Linked DNA regions of Mus musculus: all the other regions are linked to region 3. The links are chromatin contacts, called in public Micro-C and promoter capture Hi-C maps. All regions are on one chromosome and are shown on one strand. The core of a region is the stretch at or near the end of the contact, and the rest is flanking DNA. Distances in the headings are between cores, read along the strand shown.

Evidence for each region. Promoter capture Hi-C pulls out the DNA fragments that hold promoters and counts their contacts. Hi-C and Micro-C count contacts between places; a contact is called where the count stands out from the background.
Region 1: a Micro-C map of embryonic stem cells shows a contact between it and region 3, with 2.3 times the contacts expected there. The contact joins the promoter of Dpysl4 here to the promoter of Nkx6-2 in region 3. A contact is called at or near these places in 15 of 39 promoter capture datasets (the 3T3-L1 cell line, cranial neural crest, embryonic stem cells and 8 more), 5 of 484 Hi-C or Micro-C datasets (the HL-1 cell line, cerebellum and embryonic stem cells), 8 of 115 datasets of contacts at active chromatin or transcription factors (all in embryonic stem cells) and 3 of 9 other capture datasets (adipose tissue, embryonic stem cells and liver).
Region 2: a promoter capture Hi-C map of neural stem cells shows a contact between it and region 3. The contact joins the promoter of Caly here to the promoter of Nkx6-2 in region 3. A contact is called at or near these places in 4 of 39 promoter capture datasets (the 3T3-L1 cell line, neural stem cells, second pharyngeal arch cranial neural crest and 1 more).
Region 4: a Micro-C map of embryonic stem cells shows a contact between it and region 3, with 2.5 times the contacts expected there. The contact joins the promoter of Pwwp2b here to the promoter of Nkx6-2 in region 3. A contact is called at or near these places in 10 of 39 promoter capture datasets (the 3T3-L1 cell line, cranial neural crest, embryonic stem cells and 5 more), 13 of 484 Hi-C or Micro-C datasets (the C2C12 cell line, cardiomyocytes, cortical neurons and 3 more), 12 of 115 datasets of contacts at active chromatin or transcription factors (astrocytes, bone marrow-derived macrophages, embryonic hindbrain and 3 more) and 2 of 9 other capture datasets (adipose tissue and pancreatic islet).
Region 5: a Micro-C map of embryonic stem cells shows a contact between it and region 3, with 2.2 times the contacts expected there. The contact joins the promoter of Stk32c here to the promoter of Nkx6-2 in region 3. A contact is called at or near these places in 1 of 39 promoter capture datasets (macrophages), 3 of 484 Hi-C or Micro-C datasets (all in embryonic stem cells), 3 of 115 datasets of contacts at active chromatin or transcription factors (all in embryonic stem cells) and 2 of 9 other capture datasets (embryonic stem cells and liver).

Annotation. Positions count from the first base shown.
Region 1 is chr7:139,083,922-139,087,411 of GRCm38.p6, forward strand. It overlaps Dpysl4 (dihydropyrimidinase-like 4), which reads left to right and starts at 2,080. Exons shown (of 14, transcript NM_011993.4): 1 at 2,080-2,240. The coding sequence starts at 2,202. It overlaps Jakmip3 (janus kinase and microtubule interacting protein 3), which reads left to right. Exons shown (of 20, transcript NM_028708.2): 20 at 1-55.
Region 2 is chr7:140,080,720-140,083,919 of GRCm38.p6, forward strand. It overlaps Caly (calcyon neuron-specific vesicular protein), which reads right to left and starts at 1,829. Exons shown (of 5, transcript NM_001190385.1): 1 at 1,743-1,829.
Region 3 is chr7:139,580,628-139,584,112 of GRCm38.p6, forward strand. It overlaps Nkx6-2 (NK6 homeobox 2), which reads right to left and starts at 2,170. Exons shown (of 3, transcript NM_183248.3): 1 at 1,507-2,170; 2 at 1,254-1,426; 3 at 593-1,061. The coding sequence starts at 1,912. The coding sequence ends at 807. Gm33031 (a long non-coding RNA gene) reads left to right here and starts at 2,169. Exons shown (of 7, transcript XR_003946896.1): 1 at 2,169-3,485.
Region 4 is chr7:139,246,817-139,250,053 of GRCm38.p6, forward strand. It overlaps Pwwp2b (PWWP domain containing 2B), which reads left to right and starts at 1,666. Exons shown (of 3, transcript NM_001098636.1): 1 at 1,666-1,827. The coding sequence starts at 1,703.
Region 5 is chr7:139,187,116-139,190,679 of GRCm38.p6, forward strand. Stk32c (serine/threonine kinase 32C) reads right to left here and starts at 1,379. Exons shown (of 12, transcript NM_021302.3): 1 at 984-1,379. The coding sequence starts at 1,248.

The sequences.
Region 1 (3,490 bases), core at 830-3,329, 500 kb before region 3:
TTTTTACTTATTTGTAAATTATTGTACAGTTTTAATAAAACTTGTTTTAAATCCTAGCTCAAGGTGTCTCCTTGAGTGTTATTAAAGTGTGAATTTATTATCTGTCTTAGCCTTCCCTGCCTTCAGTATTTGGACCTCATGCCCACTGGGGAGGGAAGCCCACACCTTATCTGCAGCCTCATCCACAGACACTTAAAGTCATTGGAAGGACAGCCCCTTCAGTCAAAAGACGCTGGCAGTCGCTAGCTGAAGATGGCTACCAGTAAGCTCTATTTCAGTGACTTCATCAAATTCAAGTAGCTTAGGAAAGGAAAAAAAAAAAAACCAACCCTTTGGCACCTTAATAAGAACAGTTGGCTATATCCATTGTAGAAGCTCCCATTCTGATGAGGAGCTGAAATTTTACAGGTGCCTTGGGGGAGGGGGTGTCCAGGGCAGGTGGGAAGAAAGGTGGTATAGTCTAGACTCACTGCCAGGCCCATGACCCCTGTAGAGTGTCACAGCAACTCATTGTCCAGGAATGTGTTCTAAAGGACTGGCTGGGTGGACAATGTGAAGGTGGGGGTCTTTTGTTTAAAATCCATCCATCACTGTAGACTCCACAATGACAACAATTAATGTCCTGTGGGGTTAAGGGGTGTGTCTGAGAACACCTCTGGCTTGTTCCAAATCCTTAACCTCGGCTTTAGAATAGGCTGTCCTTGCTGGTCCTTAGACCCTCTTCTTACATCATGGTCCAGCATGGATGCATCATGGTCCAGCATGGATGCATCATGGTCCAGCATGGATGCATCATGGTCCAGCATGGATGCATCATGGTCCAGCATGGATGCTGCCACAGCACTTGGAGTAGACACCAGCTTCACAGCTCTTGCCCTGCCTTCTGGGAGTGGGGTGGAAGTTGTGTCCTGAGGGCAAGTCGCCAGGGTTCTTCAGGACAGTTGGTGCCTCTGGCCTGGCCCAACGCTTTCAGCACCCTCTGTTTATGGACAGCATCAGTACAGAAAGGCTTATGTGGGCTCCGAGGGGGCCCAAGAGGTTGCAGCACTGCCCCATTCCACATGCAGGCCTCATGCTAGGGGTTGGGGTCACCTGGCTGCAAATATCCTACTCCCACTGTGATAGCCGGCCCTACCCTGCATGTCTGTGAAGCCTCTGGCTGGGCTTAAGCTTGGTGTTTTCTTCTGCTGTGCGGAGGATGTCTTGGAAAATAAGAGCTATCGATGGATGCACCACCCGACAGCCTGAAGAAGTCCTCAGGTTGGTGAGCTACACCAGGAACCACAGGGCCCCCAAAGAGCCAGGCAGAGATGATCCAGCCAACGCAACCTGTCCCTGGGGCCTGCCCAATGTGGCCCCAGTCTGCAGGCCTCAGCAGGTAAAGGAAGTAGGACTCAGGTTTGGGGCAGGAAGCTTGGCTAGCTATCGGTCCTGGTCCCACCTGGATTTCTCTACAGAGTCTCCTCTTCGGTCTTCCCTGGCAGTGTCCAGTCCAGCCCTTTCATCTTTGTCTTGGTTGTTTCTCTCTGCCACTTCAATGACTACCCACCTCCTACCTTAGACTGGTGTGACCTGCCAAGGAACAGTTTGGCCTAGGCATCACCACTCCCTAGTCCCGCGGTCACACCAGGCTAGGGGATTGCGCTCCAACCCGGAACCATTCCTTGAATATGTATGGATTCTGCTAGAGATGCTAGGCTAGATTTTGGCTCCTCCACCTAGATGTGAGAATTAGTTTTGAACCCTGGAGCCTAGGATGCCTCGGGCCACCACAGAACAAGGCTAGGTGCGGCCAGGCTGGCCAGGTAACTCTTCTCCTGTCATTCCCTGATTGCAAACTTCATAAGTGATGGTCCTGACAGGTCGTAAGTCATCCTTCTCTACTCCGCACAGGTGGACCGGGGTGCAGTGGTCCCAGCCTGTGGCCTCCAGGATGCTCTTGGGGAAGGGAGGGAGAGAGGGAAGGAAAAGAAAAGGAAAAGGGAAAGATTTCCAAGCAAACCAGCACAAACGGGAGCAAGGGGGAGGGGCCCGGATGCAAATGACGGTCGGTGGGCGGGGCCTGGATGCAAATAAGCTAATCGGAGCCCAGAGCCGGGCTAGCTCACACTCGGACTTCCTAAGCTCCGCGCGTGTCCTCGTCGGTACGTCCACGCCCGCGCAGCCCCTACCGAGGACACTCAGCCCGCCCGTGTATCAGGATGTCCTTCCAAGGCAAGAAGAGCATTCCCCGGATAACGGTGAGTCGGGCCCCCGCCCTCGCTGCGTCTGCGCCCCTTGCCCACGGCGGGAGTGGCTTGGCTTGCACGCTCAACGGACGACCCTCCCGGCCCTGTCCGTGAGTCCCACACCTGCTCCAGTCCCCAGCCCAGCGCCACCTTTTCTGCCCTCTCCTTCGCGCGCCGCCAGCAGCGGAGAGAGCTCTCCAGGCCGCGCGGAACCCTTTGCGCAGTCGGCGCACAGGCCCGCGGCCCCGCCAGCTCTCCGGAATCCGGTGATCCGCTTGGAGAGGCCGGGTACGCGAGCGGCCTGCTAGCCGGAGCATAGGTGGCCGGCCTCCTGCTGGGTCTAGCGTGTGGCGGATGGGGTTCAAGTGGACATTGCCTGGAGCTCTGTCTCCAGGACGCCCGGCGGACACAGCCTTTGTTGGCCCCGGGGCCTCAAGGCACTCGGACGTCCGAAGCTGCTCCCAGAGCAGCCCGTGGCCGTCTACCCCCTGGGCGCGCCGCTTTCGTGTCTCTAGCGCTTTGTCCGAGACAAAGCGATTTAGCCCTGGCTAGTAGATCTGATGTCCCTGGAGGCCCCGAGCCCCTGCACGAAGCCGGGTTCGGAGACTCCACGGAGAGGTGAGTACTAACTGACCACTGAAACCAACATCCCTACAGAGCCCCCTTTCAGAACAGACCTCCTCAATACAGACACGCAGAAAGTGAGAGGTCAGTGTGTCCACCCTGCCGGCCAGGAAACAAAGCCTTCCCAATGGGGCTGCTGGAAGCCTCGGGGGAAGGGAAAGGGAGCTGGGATCAGCTGGACCAGGTCGCGGGCTCCGGGAGGTCTTTAAAAAGCTCTAGACTTGTTCTCATCATAAGAGCTCTGGAGTCTAATCAGGCTGTTGGAGAGGTCAGCTCCCTAGCCTTCTACGGGGAGTCCTCTTCTCCTATTAGAGGAACCAAAAGTAGTTCCTGCCTTTTGGCTGCCTACTGTTCCTAGGGGTCCAGGCCTGAGGGAAAAGTCCCACCAGCTAGCTGGCAGTGAGTAGAGATGGAGGTAGCAGTCTCCTGCCTAGTCAAGCAGTGTTCATGAAAAGAGAGAGGGCTCACTGGAATTCCCATTCATCTAGATAGTGTATATCACAGTATTGCTTGCTCCCCCAAATCCGGGGAACCCCAGAGTGCAAATTCTGGTGCCTGAAAATAGGAGTCTAAATAAGGACCCCCAGAACTCAAGATTTCTGGCTCAGAGATTCCTCCTAAGGGCTGAGTTATCCTAG
Region 2 (3,200 bases), core at 579-3,078, 500 kb after region 3:
GAGCCCAAGGGGAACCGGACGGCTTAGGGCCCATCCGCTGGGCATTGTGATAGAGATGGATCAGAAATTATAAGGAATATAAACGGCCGGCCAGGTAATACAAGGAGGTAAAAGAACCAGGAAAGAAATCGGAACGGATAGACGATGTCGTCCCAAGCATTCAAGCCTCTACGACAAAAGACCTCTGCCTCCCCAAGAGCTCCGCCTATGGTTGCCTGGGTGATGCAGCGGCCAGGGCTAGTTTACGTCATCTCGGGTTCCCATGGCAACAAAGGCAGGCCTTTCGCTCCCTGTCAAATTTCTAGCCCTCCGTCGTCAGGCAGAACATCGCATCCCAAGAGTGGACAACTCTCACCTTCTCTCAGCACACCAGAAGATTCCATCTAGGATTTTGGGGTTCCCGCTGGGAAGATGATAGGGGTCATAAAGGTTTAGAATTGGGAAGACTTCCTAACATCATCCACGGGTCCTCCCCTCTATCCCACTCTGTCATTTGGTCTCCCGAGAGTTTGTTTTTCATTTTCAGCGCTCTCCGGGGGTGGTGGGGCGGGTATCTCTGATCACGGTCTATGCACCAACAAGACGCTGACGGACAAATATTGGAGGATGCGAATTTTTATTTGAAAACCCATAAAAGCTGGGTTAGAGGTCACAGACTCACGTTCACACGGACCCTTTCATGCTGCGTCACACAGAAGTGCACATTGGTGGGGGCTCGTGCTCTCCTCTTACGACGCTGCCGCAGTGCCCACCCTGGTCTGCTTGCACCCAAGCCTTTTAGGTCATAGATGTTTGCCTCCAGTTTGAACGGCTGTTGTTCTGTGGGGCCCAAGCAAAGAGGGACAGAGAGGAGGGGCACAGCTGCTTGTGGCTCCCGACACTCACCAGCCACCTGTGGCCCAGCATCTAGAGCCAAGCCCCGCGGCAGGTGGTTTGAGACAAATGGCTATCATACCTCCTACCATCCTTTAACCTTCACTCAGCGACCCCCATCAGGCCCTAACGCTCAATGTTCTGGGCAACACCCCTTCTGCTAATCCCTTTCTCTCCATCGAGCTGTTTCCTTTTTTAACACCCAGCACCCAGCAGTCAGACCCGAACAGGAGCTGACGGTTTTGCCCCTGGGCCACCTTGGAGATGCACAGCTCCCACTGGCTCTCCCAGACCTGCAGAGGTGGAGCCAGCCCACAAGGAGGGGGTCTGCAGTCACCATGAACTGGGCGAGATGAGGTCCAGCTGTCCCGCCGCCCCTGCTACCCTACTATGCCCAGGATAAGGATTTGCAGCTTCATATGGGGTTTGTGCAGGCTGAGCAGCCATAATTCTTCCTAATGTCCAGGCTGCCACTGGCCTGTAGGGGTTTCTCGACATACCTTGAGGTCTAGGGACCTTTCCATCCACCTCAAGCCAGCAGAGCTGCTGCCCCCAACTGTCCCGAGAGGTCTAATGACCACCCTCCACCGGAGCCAGCGGGGCCAACCTGACTTCTAGTGGAGACCACAGGAAGGAGATGGCTGTGCTCCACCGCTCTGGCAGACATCGGATCAGTCAAATCACTCCCACATAGACTCTCAACCCCTACACCCATATCTTTGCACGTACATCCCACAGACGCACAGTCACACACTCTTGCACCCGCCCCCTTCCTCGCACCTCTCACATCCCTGCACCCTTGCACACCCACGCACACATGCTGGCCCCCTCGTCCCCATTCCAAAAGGAGAAACGTGGAAATGGCTCACAGGCAGTTGCTGCAGGACGCAGTCGCGGGAGGACAGGGATGCAGTGTAGATGCGGAGGATGCAGTTCCAGGCGCTTCACCACCAGGCGGGGCGGGCTAGGGGCTGAAGCCTGAGAGCGAGGCTGTGGTTGCCATGGAGATGCAGGCTGGAGGAGGGACCACTGTGGCTCAGGTGGCCTCACACCCCCTCCCACGGCAGATCTCTGCACTGTCTCTTATCACACTCACACACCTGACACAAGCACTTCACACACCCACGAAATACATTTCACATACTTGATACACACTTCACCCTCCCATACGCACATATTGCTTGCTTTCTTTCTTTCTTTCTTCCTTCCTTCCTTTCTTTCTTTCTTCCTTCCTTCCTTCCTTCCTTCCTTCCTTTCTTTCTTTCTTTCTTTCTTTCTTTTTTTTTGTTGTTGATTTTTGTTTATTTGTTTGTTTTTTGTTTTTCAAGACAGGGTTTCTCTGTGTAGCCCTGGCTGTCCTGGAACTCATTCTGTAGACCAGGCCTCAAACTCAGAAATCCACCGCCTCTGCCTCCCAAGTGCTGGGATTAAAGACGTGCGCCACCACTGCCCGGCTACATATTGCTAAGACACACTTCATACACAATTTACACCCCTGACACACACAGCATGCAAAGGCATACATCACACCAGTTCTCACATCTCATGTCACTTCACTGCAGGGGGGCAACCAGGAGACCAGAGGAGCCCTGGCTGCTCCTCCAGCTGGGATTCCAGGGGTTAAGGGAGAGCCTGTTCCTTCCCCTGAGATCTCACAATAGAAGCTGGGGTCAGGACAGCTGTGGTTGGCCTCTGACCTAGAGGGCGCTCCTCTAGACGCCTTTCCATGTCTGAATTTCTGGGCTGGAAGCTTTCCTAGGACTGGCCTTGTCTTGCTTGGTCACTGGTGCCTGAATAATGGTAATATGCAGAAGGCACTGGACAGATGTTTAGTTGATAGTATGCCTCGCTTCACACAGGGCATCTCTAGTGGCCGTGCTTCTCCTGGTCTTCCGCTCGAGGCAGCAGTACTCTCTGTTCACAGTTCTGTCTTGCTGTTGACTGGAATCCGCCTTAAAAAAGATTTATTTATTTATTTTATGTATATGAGTACACTGTAGCTGTACTGATGGTTGTGAGCCATCATGTGGTTGCTGGGAATTTGAATTCAGGACCTCTGCTCACTCTGGTGGAGCCCACTCAATCCAGCCTAAAGATTTATTTATTATTATACAAAAGTAAACTGTAGCTGTCTTCAGACACACCAGAAGAGGGCATCAGATCTTATTACGGATGGTTGTGAGTCACCATGTATTTGAACTCAGGACCTTCAGAAGAACAGTCAAGTGCTCTTAACCGCTGAGCCATCTCTCCAGCCCTGACTGGAACCCTCTTGCTGTCGTGAATCACGGCTTGTCCGCAGACAGGTATCTGAATTGTTCTCCTTT
Region 3 (3,485 bases), core at 920-3,419:
ACAAAATAACAGGGATAGGACAGTGCTGGTTTGGCCTGAACCAGGACATGGGCGCATAGTAACAGGGCACGCTCCCCCAGGTTGAGAAAAAGAAAATACATTAAAAAGAAAAACAGTGTAGTGTGAGGTGCTAGCTGCTTTTAATGAGACAAGCCTTGCAGAACTTTGGGTCTCCCTTCGAATGTGTTAAAAACGAAACAAAACAACAACGATCTACACAGAAAATAGAAATCATACCTGCTTTGGGGTCTCTTCCGCTGAGTTCCCTGCTGGCCCAGCTCCTCCAAGCACTGCGCAGCGGTGTCCTTCCCTTCCCCGGCGGCTGAAGCTGCCTTCCCACGACCCGGGGCATGCTCAGTCTCACAACCTCTGCGCTCCTGCAAGCTGCCATCACCGTGCGCTCTGGGACCATCACCAGGCACTCAACCTCTGAACCAAAGGCGCACACGGGCCCCAGGTCGTCATCAAGCACTGTCGCGCCCCCCTGCGCCAGTCTCTGGCGCCCACAGAGAGAACAGGCTAGGTGGGTCTGCAGGGTCCTGCCCGCCCGCTGGTGCCAGCTCCGTATGGAAGAAACACGATGTGCAGCCTTGGGAGCCACGGCTCCGACGAGGACGTGTTAAATAATTTATTGATTATACAAAGTGATCGGCCCAAACCCCGTACTCCGCCATCACGCCAAGGCCGCGCCAACGTCCGCTTTATAACTTATTCTGTAAAAATATATATACACACTGCGGCTGGGCGGCTGGCGTCGGGGCATGCCGCGAGTCCCGGTTCTCGGGTTCTCCGGCCTGGCCGCGTCCTCACAAGGCGTCCCCCGCGCTGCCACCACACGGGCTAACGAGCGCCAAGTTCGAGGGTTTGTGCTTTTTGAGAAGCCGCGTGATCTTCTCGTCATCGGAGTTGGGGTCCAGGGGCCGGTTGTATTCGTCATCGTCCTCCGCGTCTGAGCCACCCACCTTCAGCTTCTCGGCATCCGAGTCTTGCTTCTTTTTAGCCGACGCCATCTCTGCCGCGTGCCGCTTGCGCCACTTGGTCCGCCGATTCTGGAACCACACCTGGGGGTTTGGGGGAGGGATCATCAGACGGGCACCGAGGCTCGCCTCACCCGACCAGCACTCCGGACCCGCCTGGCGCCAGCGCTTTCCGCGGTCCGGCCGCAGCCGAACCGCCGCTCGCCGGCCGTTCGCAGGACGCGGACTCCGGGCCCCGCCTCAATACTGCTGGACCCCGGCCCATTTCGAGCTCACCTTCACTTGGCTCTCGGTCATGCCCAGAGAGTAGGCAAGCCGCGCGCGCTCTGGGCCTGCCAAATACTTGGTCTGCTCGAAAGTCTTCTCCAGCGCGAAGATCTGCTGGCCGGAGAAAGTCGGCCGCGAGTGTTTCTTCTTGCCATCCTTATCCAGGACCCCGCCGGCTTGGGCTGCGAAGAAGAGCCAGTGAGCGCAGTCCGAGGCCCGCGCCCAGCCCCTCTCCTTACCGAATCCCGCGCGGGCCACTTACCGGAGCCGGCCAGTCGCGGGTCCCTCCAGGGAGAGCCCTGCACCACCCCAGGCCAGAAGATGGGCGGGCGCCCAGGCAGTTCCGCCAGCGGCTTGGGGTAGCCCCGAGCCACGGCGGCTGCGGGCCCGAAGTAGACACCTGCAGACGAGGCGAGCCCGTTGAGACGGGGCAGACTTCCTAGGAGGCCGCCACCCGCTGCGCCCACCGGCCGTCCCAGGATGTCGCTGATGCCGTGCGGAGTGCCTAGAGGCAACTGCGCGCCAAGGCTGCCTAGGGCGGGTGTCTTGAAGCCCGCCGGGCCCTGCAGCGCGTAGGGGAACAGCGACGTCTTCATCTCAGCCATGTTGTGCAGCGCGGCTAAAGGCGCGCTGCTCAGCACAAACGCACCCGGGCGGTTAGCGTCCATGGGCGCCGCCGCCTCCGACCCGGGCGCCCATCCGGGCCCCGCTGCCACCGCCCGCACCCGCCGGCTCGGGAAGTTTGCGCGCGGCGCCGAAGAGCGCCGGCTACGCTGGGACGGGTGGACCGCGTTTCAAACGAACGCCGACGGCCCCTACGGGAAAGCGAGAGGACCGACGGCTGTTGCGCTGAATGGGCGGCGGTCAGAGAGAAGGCAGGGATACTAAGGGCGGCGGGAGCGGCAGTGGCGGCTCCGGGGCAGGTCGGAGCGGCGCCGCGCGGGATGGACGCACTGATAACCGCGGGGCCTGGGCGCGGCGCGCGCGCTGATTGGCTGAAGGCACTGGCGACCAGGCCATTGGCCAGCGTCCGGCCCGTCTGCGCGCGCCCCCGCCGGCCATGCACTCCATGAAGGGCCCATTAGCGAGGCAGGTGCCTCCGGGACTGTAAATTTGCCCCCTGATTTATCTCCCTAGAGATGAAATAAATCCCGTTGGATGGGAGTTTAGTTAGGCAAAGGTTTTAATGGGAAAATCAGGAAAAAATACGAGAACATATTTTATCGACCGAAAGAATGTAGATTTCAAGATCCACTCCGAAAGCTCAAGCTCAGTATGCTTAGTTCAGGGAAGAGCCTGGGACGGCTGGACGCCACAGGTCAGGGCACTCCATCTTGGATCAGGGCCCAAGCCCTGTACTGGGGTTCCTTCTCCTTCCCAGCTCGTGGTGGTGTGGGCTGTTGTGAACTTGTGGGTATAACTTTTCTGGGTGGATTTTGAACGAAAAAGGGTGGACTCTAGGGACCAGATAGATTTGGCTTCCTCAGATCTGCCAAACTCTGCCAACTGAACTCACTGACTTTAGATGGCTCCAGGCAACCGGTGACCTTACTACCACACACACACACACACACACAACCTATGCTGTCCTCCCGTTCTGAAATCCTTGAAGTTGGGTTGGGGTATCTGGGAGAGGCTAGGCCGTCCCCCTTGAACTTTTATGCTTATTAGGCACTCACCTAGGAGGTTACCCGTGTCCAGACTTTGAGGCCCAGGACCAGAATTCTCCTGCTTATTGCTTTCTGGCAAGCTGGACCTCGGGCCAGAATGCAGCGGTTTTGGAATTCAAGAACCAGGACGAAAGGATCACCTTACTCACTGACTTCGGCTGGGTATGCGTTTGCAGTCTAGCGGACAGAGCACTGGCTATAGACCCGGCCTGTAGAGCCCACTAGGCCTTAATTTCTTTTCTAGTACAGGGGCCTCTCACTCCATAAAATTGTTGGGCAGTTAACTGAAGTTGCAGCCACCTAGTGCGGCGGCGCACAGCAGGATCCGAGAAGGTAGCACGCTGGCGCTTATTTCTTTCCTCCTCTTGAGCAGTGCTTACTGTTAACCTCATAATACCTAGTACTGATTGTGATACAACCTGTGGAAATAGAATCTACTGTTTCCGGTCCTGGCGATTTAAGCAGAGGCCCTGTGCAGTTTGTTAATAACGACTTTCCCCTTTTGCCCTGGTCTCCAAGGTTTCTGTCTTACGGGCAAAAGTGATCCTAAAGGCTTCACGTAGGGGCCTAA
Region 4 (3,237 bases), core at 416-2,915, 330 kb before region 3:
CCTCTACAACCAGGAGTCCCTGAACAAGGGCACCTGCTTGCTCAAGTGCCTTTTTCGGACTACCCCACAGTTGCTCAGACTATAGATGTCCCCAGCTTGGAAGCTACTGAACTGGCTGGGGGGAGGGGGATGTCCTGCTGTAGGCTGTACTGAGCAGGCATCCCCAGTACTCAGGCACAGATGCTTAGTATCTGGGTTGAGCGAGTGGGCAGCCTCCCACCAGCCCTCCACCTGGAACTGAGCTGGGAATGGTTCCTGTAGCCAGCGTTTTTTTTTTTTTTTTTCCTCCAAAATCTGCAGCACCCAGCTCTGGAGAGAAGGAGTGAGGAAAACAGACGTTTGTGGGAGGGGGACTGCCCCTCAGCTGGACTCCGCCCAGACTTTCTCATCTGCTCTAGTGTAGCCTTAAGGCAAGGTAAAGTGGCGCCAGGGCGGCCTCGGCTGTCCTTGGCGGCGTCAGTGGTAGCAGCCCTGAAGCAAGTCCCAGCAGGGCAAGAACTCCACTCCCCAGCTGAAAAGGACATGGGCCTGGTAGATCCGTGGTCAGTACCTCTCTGCCCTTTTGGTGCCTCCAATGCAGGGTCATGGCGATGCAAGTCAGCCTTAGGGGCCCGATTCACAGACGCCATTGGTCATTGCAACGTGACAGACCCTTGGAGGCAGTCAGTTATGGATTCCGAATCCGGATTCAGAGTGCAAGTGCTTGCGGAAACCGGAGGAGGTCTAGGGTGGCGGTCAGCCGTCCGCCGGGCGCCGCCACCTCCCACTCATGGCCAGGCTGCCCTCGCGGGCCCGGTTGCACACGCCCGGGGAGCCTGGCTCTTGCTCATGGGAGGTGGCTCTTCATACTGTACACTAAGCGAGGAGTGCTGCAGCGAGTAGTCCCAGGAGACGCAAGAGCTCTGGATAGAATAATCCTGCCAACACTAGTGCTGGCCAGCCCCGCGCCCTGCGAGGTTCTCAAACAGACCGGAGCACTATAGTCTCCTAGGAGGCGCCGAGCACACCTGGGTAGCCCAGTGCCAGGTAGCCCTGTAGTGAGGGTGACACTAGGCCTCTTGTAAGGGCCCCATTGGTGTCCCTCGGCACCCGGAGTCTCCTCTGCCAGGCCTGATTCGCTTCAAATACACGTGTCCACAGACTTTTTCAAGTACCAAGTGGACACAGGAGTCGTGCGTAGAAGACGCTGCCGGGGTCCTCTAGCACAAACTGGTAGACAGGGGACCCCCAGACTACATGGGGGAAGGGCCCCAGGCTGCGCCGGGCTCAGGGAGTGGCCCCGGGACAGGATCAGGAAGGAGGTGGGGCCCGGGGTGGAACCCAGAGAAGCAGAGTGGGGGAAGGGCCTGGACCCGGGGAGTGTCCCCGCTACCCCTCGGTTCCTGGCAAGGCCTCCTAGGGGGCATTCCAAGCCTGCGTGGCGTCAAGATTAACGAACCCTTCTCCCCGCCCGGTGGGGCCCCCGCAATGCGTTGCAAGCCCAGCTTTGAGAGCCGGCTGTGGGCGCACGCTGCGGGCGGACCGCCCCACGCCCTCCGGCTCCTGGGAGCGCAGCCCGCGGCCGCGCGCCCCAGCCTAGCTCCGCGGTGGCGGCCGGCACACAGAGCTTTGTGACGTCAGGCGGCGTCACGCGGGGCTGACCCGGCGGCGGCGGCGGCGGCGGCGGTGGCGGGCGGGGGCGGCCTCCGGAGGCGGCGGGAGCATGGAGCCGCGGGCCGGCTGCCGGTTGCCGGTGCGGGTGGAACAGGTCGTCAACGGCGCGCTGGTGGTCACCGTGAGCTGTGGCGAGCGCAGCTTCGCCGGAATCCTGCTGGATTGCACGAAAAAGTGAGCGGGGCAGGGTCGCGGGCCCGGGACTCCTCGGAATCTCCCGGGACACTCCTCCACCGATTCAAGGTTCCAATGCAGGCTCCGAGAGGAGCAGCAAAGCCCGGCGTCCGCTTTCAGTTTCTGCTGGGCCGGGGTTTCGAGGCGCGCCAGCTGGCCGCCGGTCTGGGTGCGAAAGTGGCTCTCTCCCAAAGTCGCGGTGACTTTCGGGGCAGGAGAGCGTGCGGCCCCGCAGAGGGGCTGCGGTGCCGGCCGGGACGCACGGGAAGCCTTGCCTGAAACTCCGCACATCTGCCATAATTAACGCACTTTTCTTTGTTCAGACGCACTGTTGAATTCGACTGTTTGTAGAATCGTGATTCGTTTAAGGGGGTCAGTTAAGCTATGGCCTCACCTGTCACAAGAGGGGGGAAGCCCAAGGCTTATAGGAGTGGCTGGTGGAGACCAGCTGCGAGACTGCGGGGTGTAGAAACACTGCTGTGGGCGAGGCGCCTTGCGGGGGAGTGGAAGATACAAGTTCCAGGGCCAGTGCCTCTACTGGAGGGGCGCATTGGGCTTGGCTCCTGAGACCACCTGTATACCCTTTGCAGGGGCTTCTGCAGCGCAGAACAGCCACCTGAACCCAGAATCACATGGCACTGCGCTGTCACTGCCTGATAAATGATTAGGCATTAATCAGGCTGTGACTCTTCTGCTCCAGCCAGGCTTCATTCTGGAATTAGGAACAGAAAAGGGCTCTGCTTTCAAAGACCCAACTTTTTCCCTTCCTAAAGCCCGGATTTCCCTGGGTTCCCACCACAGAGCAGAGCCCTTCCTCCTTCGACAGTTACCCTGCTGACATTATGTCTTCATTAGATGTGCCAGAAGCCATTTATGCACAAGTCATGTGACTTAACATATGGCCTCCCGTGTGACTGGTGCCCCTCTCTTGTTGGTTAGTACAGGGAGTGCCTATAATGGGGTGACATTCAGGGGCTGCAGAATAGCCACCTGAAAGCTTCCAAGGCAAGCCATCCCCCACCCTGCTGATGGCTGCCCTCTCCTCCCTAGGCAGGTCTGGCTGCACCCCTGCTCAACCTGTGCAGCCTGCTCTGGCCTCTCCCTAGAGAGTCTGCAGCAGAGGACCCGCATTTCCCCAGTTCTCAGGCTCCAGTGCTCAAGATAAGATTGGCTGAGAGTAGTCCTATCTTGTGGCTGTGTCTACAGAGATAGGGGGGATCTCTACCCTGAGGTCAATGGCTAACCTGGCTTGCAGATGCATACACCCTTCATGAATAGAAGCTAGCTGCTGGCTGGCATCCTGAACATGGGAAGCAGCAGCTATAGGATGCATGTGTGTCCGTGCCTCACAGTCTACCAGAACCAGAACCCCTTGGAGACATGAGCTTAGTCGCTGATCACAGCTCTTCT
Region 5 (3,564 bases), core at 129-2,628, 390 kb before region 3:
TTCCTAAATGCTTAAATTATTTATTGGAAATAAGTAGCTTGGGCTCCTATGCTGAACTGTGTTCTAAAATTATAAAAATCCATCATATCTCTGTAGGCTGCCTACAAATGAAAATGCATATTTTAACTATTTTAAGAAAATGTCAAAAAACATCAAATGTGTCATGACTGTACCATTTAAAATTATCCGCATGGCATCTGTAGGGAAAAGCTATAAGTTACATGTGAAGCCATCCCAGTTCTCCCAAAGCTGTATCCAGCAGGTGCTAAGTCAAGGGTCCTTGTACCTAGCAGGGCTCCAGCTGCTGGGCTTGCAGGGCCAAATGCCTGGCACCTCCCCGCCCCCCCGCCAGCTCCCCACCAGGTTACCCTGCTGCTACTCAAGAGACACTGGTCCTCCAGGTCAACTATCACTGCAGAAAGAACACGAGTTCCCCGAGGGCGGGTCTTTTCACAAAGACAAGGATGGATTGTGCAGCATAATCCGGTGAAGGTTCTGGGTTTGAAGGATGGAACACCTCAAACTGAAGGGCCCAAGCCCCTGTGCCACCTGTAGGGCAGCCACCTCTCTTCACAAACTGCACACCAAGCAAGAATCTCCTGGAATTAAAAGTAACCACGCAGCCTGCACACCACCCATAAAGGAAAATGAAAACGTGCGGTGCCGGTGCGCTTTAGTGGGCGGTGTCGCGCCTGAGCCTGGAGCCTCCACCATCACCGACTCTCACCTCGAAAGGCGAGCCAGAACCTCATCTACCCGCTGCGCTGTCACTGGAAACAGGACGCGCCATGGGGACTTCAGTCGTGGCCCAATAGTTTCCCCGGAAACGCAGACTCCCCAAGAAGTGGTCCCACCCAGGTGGCGACTTCGTCCCAACGCAGAGAAATGCCACCCCCGCGTCCGCCCTGAGACAGCGCGCGAGGTCTCCAGAGGCCCGGGTACCCGGCTGTCCCCGGGAGTCCCCAGTGGGCGGTTTCACTCACCGTCCTCCTTGTCGTCAAACACCGGCCTCCGCGCGCTGCCTGACGATATGGACGACATAGACATCCTCTTCTTCCACTTGCTCCACTGAAACAGGGGGCGCGGCTGCGCGCGGGCATCTCCGGCGTCCCGGGCCCGGGGCTGGCTAGCTGCCGGCGGCGGCAAGGCGGGGGACACATCGGAGCCCGCGGGGCGCGCACGACCGGGAGGCGGCGAACTGGGGGGCGCCGCGGCGCTGCTGCCCCTTCTCTCCGCCCCGCTCCTCATCGCCAGGCCTGGGTATGCGCAGCGGCCACAGCCCGGAACATGGCCCGCGCCCGACCCTGGGAGAGCAGAGCGCTAAGGGCCGGCAACGCCGGCCGTTCTCCTGGTATCTGCTCTGGCTCGCCAGGGCAGCCGACCCGCCCGCGGATTGCGAGCAGCGGGGCGGGGCCGGAGGGGTGGACTCAGGGTGGAGTCGGGAACCGGGGCGGGGCCAGGGCGGGGCTGGTATTAGATTCCGTGCGCAGCACACAGAGTGGGCTACCCGCGGAAAAGGGTCTAGTTCGCGGAGGCTCGACCCTTGCACCGAAAAGGCAACGGAGATAAAAGCGAGAGAGAACAGATGCTAGTCGCCTCCCTCCTATCTTGAAGTGCCCAAGAGGCCAGAAATGAGGACTCTTTCCTTCACAGGGCGGCGGAGACCTTTGGGGGCCCTGCAGGAATGTTGTGACTAGCGAGCAACCGGGAATCCTCTGGGCCTTCCAACCTCTGCTGTCTTCGTAGAAAAAGTCGATTGCAGATTTCTACCACTCTGTCTTTAGAAACCTCAAACTTTAGGCCGCGGTTTTGCGCTGTGAGCATAATGGGGGTCGAGAAGTATCTAAGCTGTGGTGGCAGCAGGGTGTTATCCCGCTCTGAGGCCACAGGCGGCAGGGGATCTGGACGCCTGAGGAGGGCGGGAGGAGGGCGGAGTCTGGCATGCAAGCCCCGCCCAGAGTGGACATTAAGACCCTTAACATACAGATGCTCTTGTTCAGAAACCTGGTTGTACTTTACCCTAGACTAGCTCCTCTGACCTCTCTTTGTATAGCTTATTGGGCAGCTAATAGAGTCCTCTAGTACAGCTTTGCGTCAAAGACCCGGGGAGGGACACAAGTCATCTAGGGCCTTGTGTCCTCACTAGGGTCTCCACTGCACATTGGGAAGCCTGGAACTCAGCTAAGCCTTCTGTCTCGCTCCTGCTCCTGCTCCTGCTCCTGCTCCTGCTCCTGCTCCTGCTCCTGCTCCTGCTCCTGCTCCTGCTCCTGCTCCTGCTCCTGCTCCTGCTCCTGCTCCTGCTCCTGCTCCTGCTCCTGCTCCTGCTCCTGCTCCTGCTCCTGCTCCTGCTCCTGCTCCTGCTCCTGCTGCTCCTGCTGCTCCTGCTGCTCCTGCTGCTCCTGCTGCTCCTGCTGCTCCTGCTGCTCCTGCTGCTCCTGCTGCTCCTGCTGCTCCTGCTGCTCCTGCTGCTCCTGCTGCTCCTGCTGCTCCTGCTGCTCCTGCTGCTCCTGCTGCTCCTGCTGCTCCTGCTGCTCCTGCTGCTCCTGCTGCTCCTGCTCCTGCTCCTGCTCCTGCTCCTCCTGCTCCTGCTCCTGCTCCTGCTCCTGCTCCTGCTCCTGCTCCTGCTCCTGCTCCTGTTCCTCCTGCTCCTGCTCCTGCTCCTGCTCCTGCTCCTGCTCCTGCTCCTGCTCCTGCTCCTGCTCCTGCTCCTGCTCCTGCTCCTCCTGCTCCTGCTCCTGCTCTTGCTCCTGCTCCTGCTGCTCCTGCTCCTGCTGCTCCTGCTCCTGCTCCTGCTGCTCCTGCTCCTGCTCCTGCTCCTGCTCCTGCTCCTGCTCCTGCTCCTGCTCCTGCTCCTGTTCCTCCTGCTCCTGCTCCTGCTCCTGCTCCTGCTGCTCCTGCTCCTGTTCCTCCTGCTCCTGCTCCTGCTCCTGCTCCTGCTCCTGCTCCTGCTCCTCCTGCTCCTGCTCCTGCTCCTGCTCCTGCTCCTGCTCCTGCTCCTGCTCCTGCTCCTGCTCCTGCTCCTGCTCCTGCTGCTCCTGCTCCTGCTCCTGCTCCATTCACAAGGTCGGGATGCTTGGCTTCCAGTGTCTAAGGACTTGTTACTGGGAACCCCTTTTTTGATTACTCAGTGGTCTGACTGTCAAAAGTATCTGCCTGCTTAAGTCCTGCCCTAAAACCTGGTCACAAAGATAGCCCTCCTCTCCAGCACCTGGAAGACCTGGAGTGTCCCTCCTTCTGTCCCTATGTGGATTATGGATGACCACAAGGCAGCAGGTTCCTCCCTGTCATGATTTCTTCCAGCCACCACAGATTCATCCCTCCCTACCTCCTTAAGAATTCAGTAAGGTCCCCAACCTGCTTGGCTGGAGAAAGCTAAGTACAGGAGTCCTGGGTCTTCTCTGGGCCACCATTTTAGGAGCTAGAATCCCACTGTTCTACATCTGGTCTTGGCTAAACAGGAGCCCTTTTTTCTTGGCAAGATAATGGATGGAGCTATCTGCTAACACAGGACAGAGCACAAGGAGCTTTGACTGTTTAGAGGTTGTGGGGGGACCTGCAGTGTAA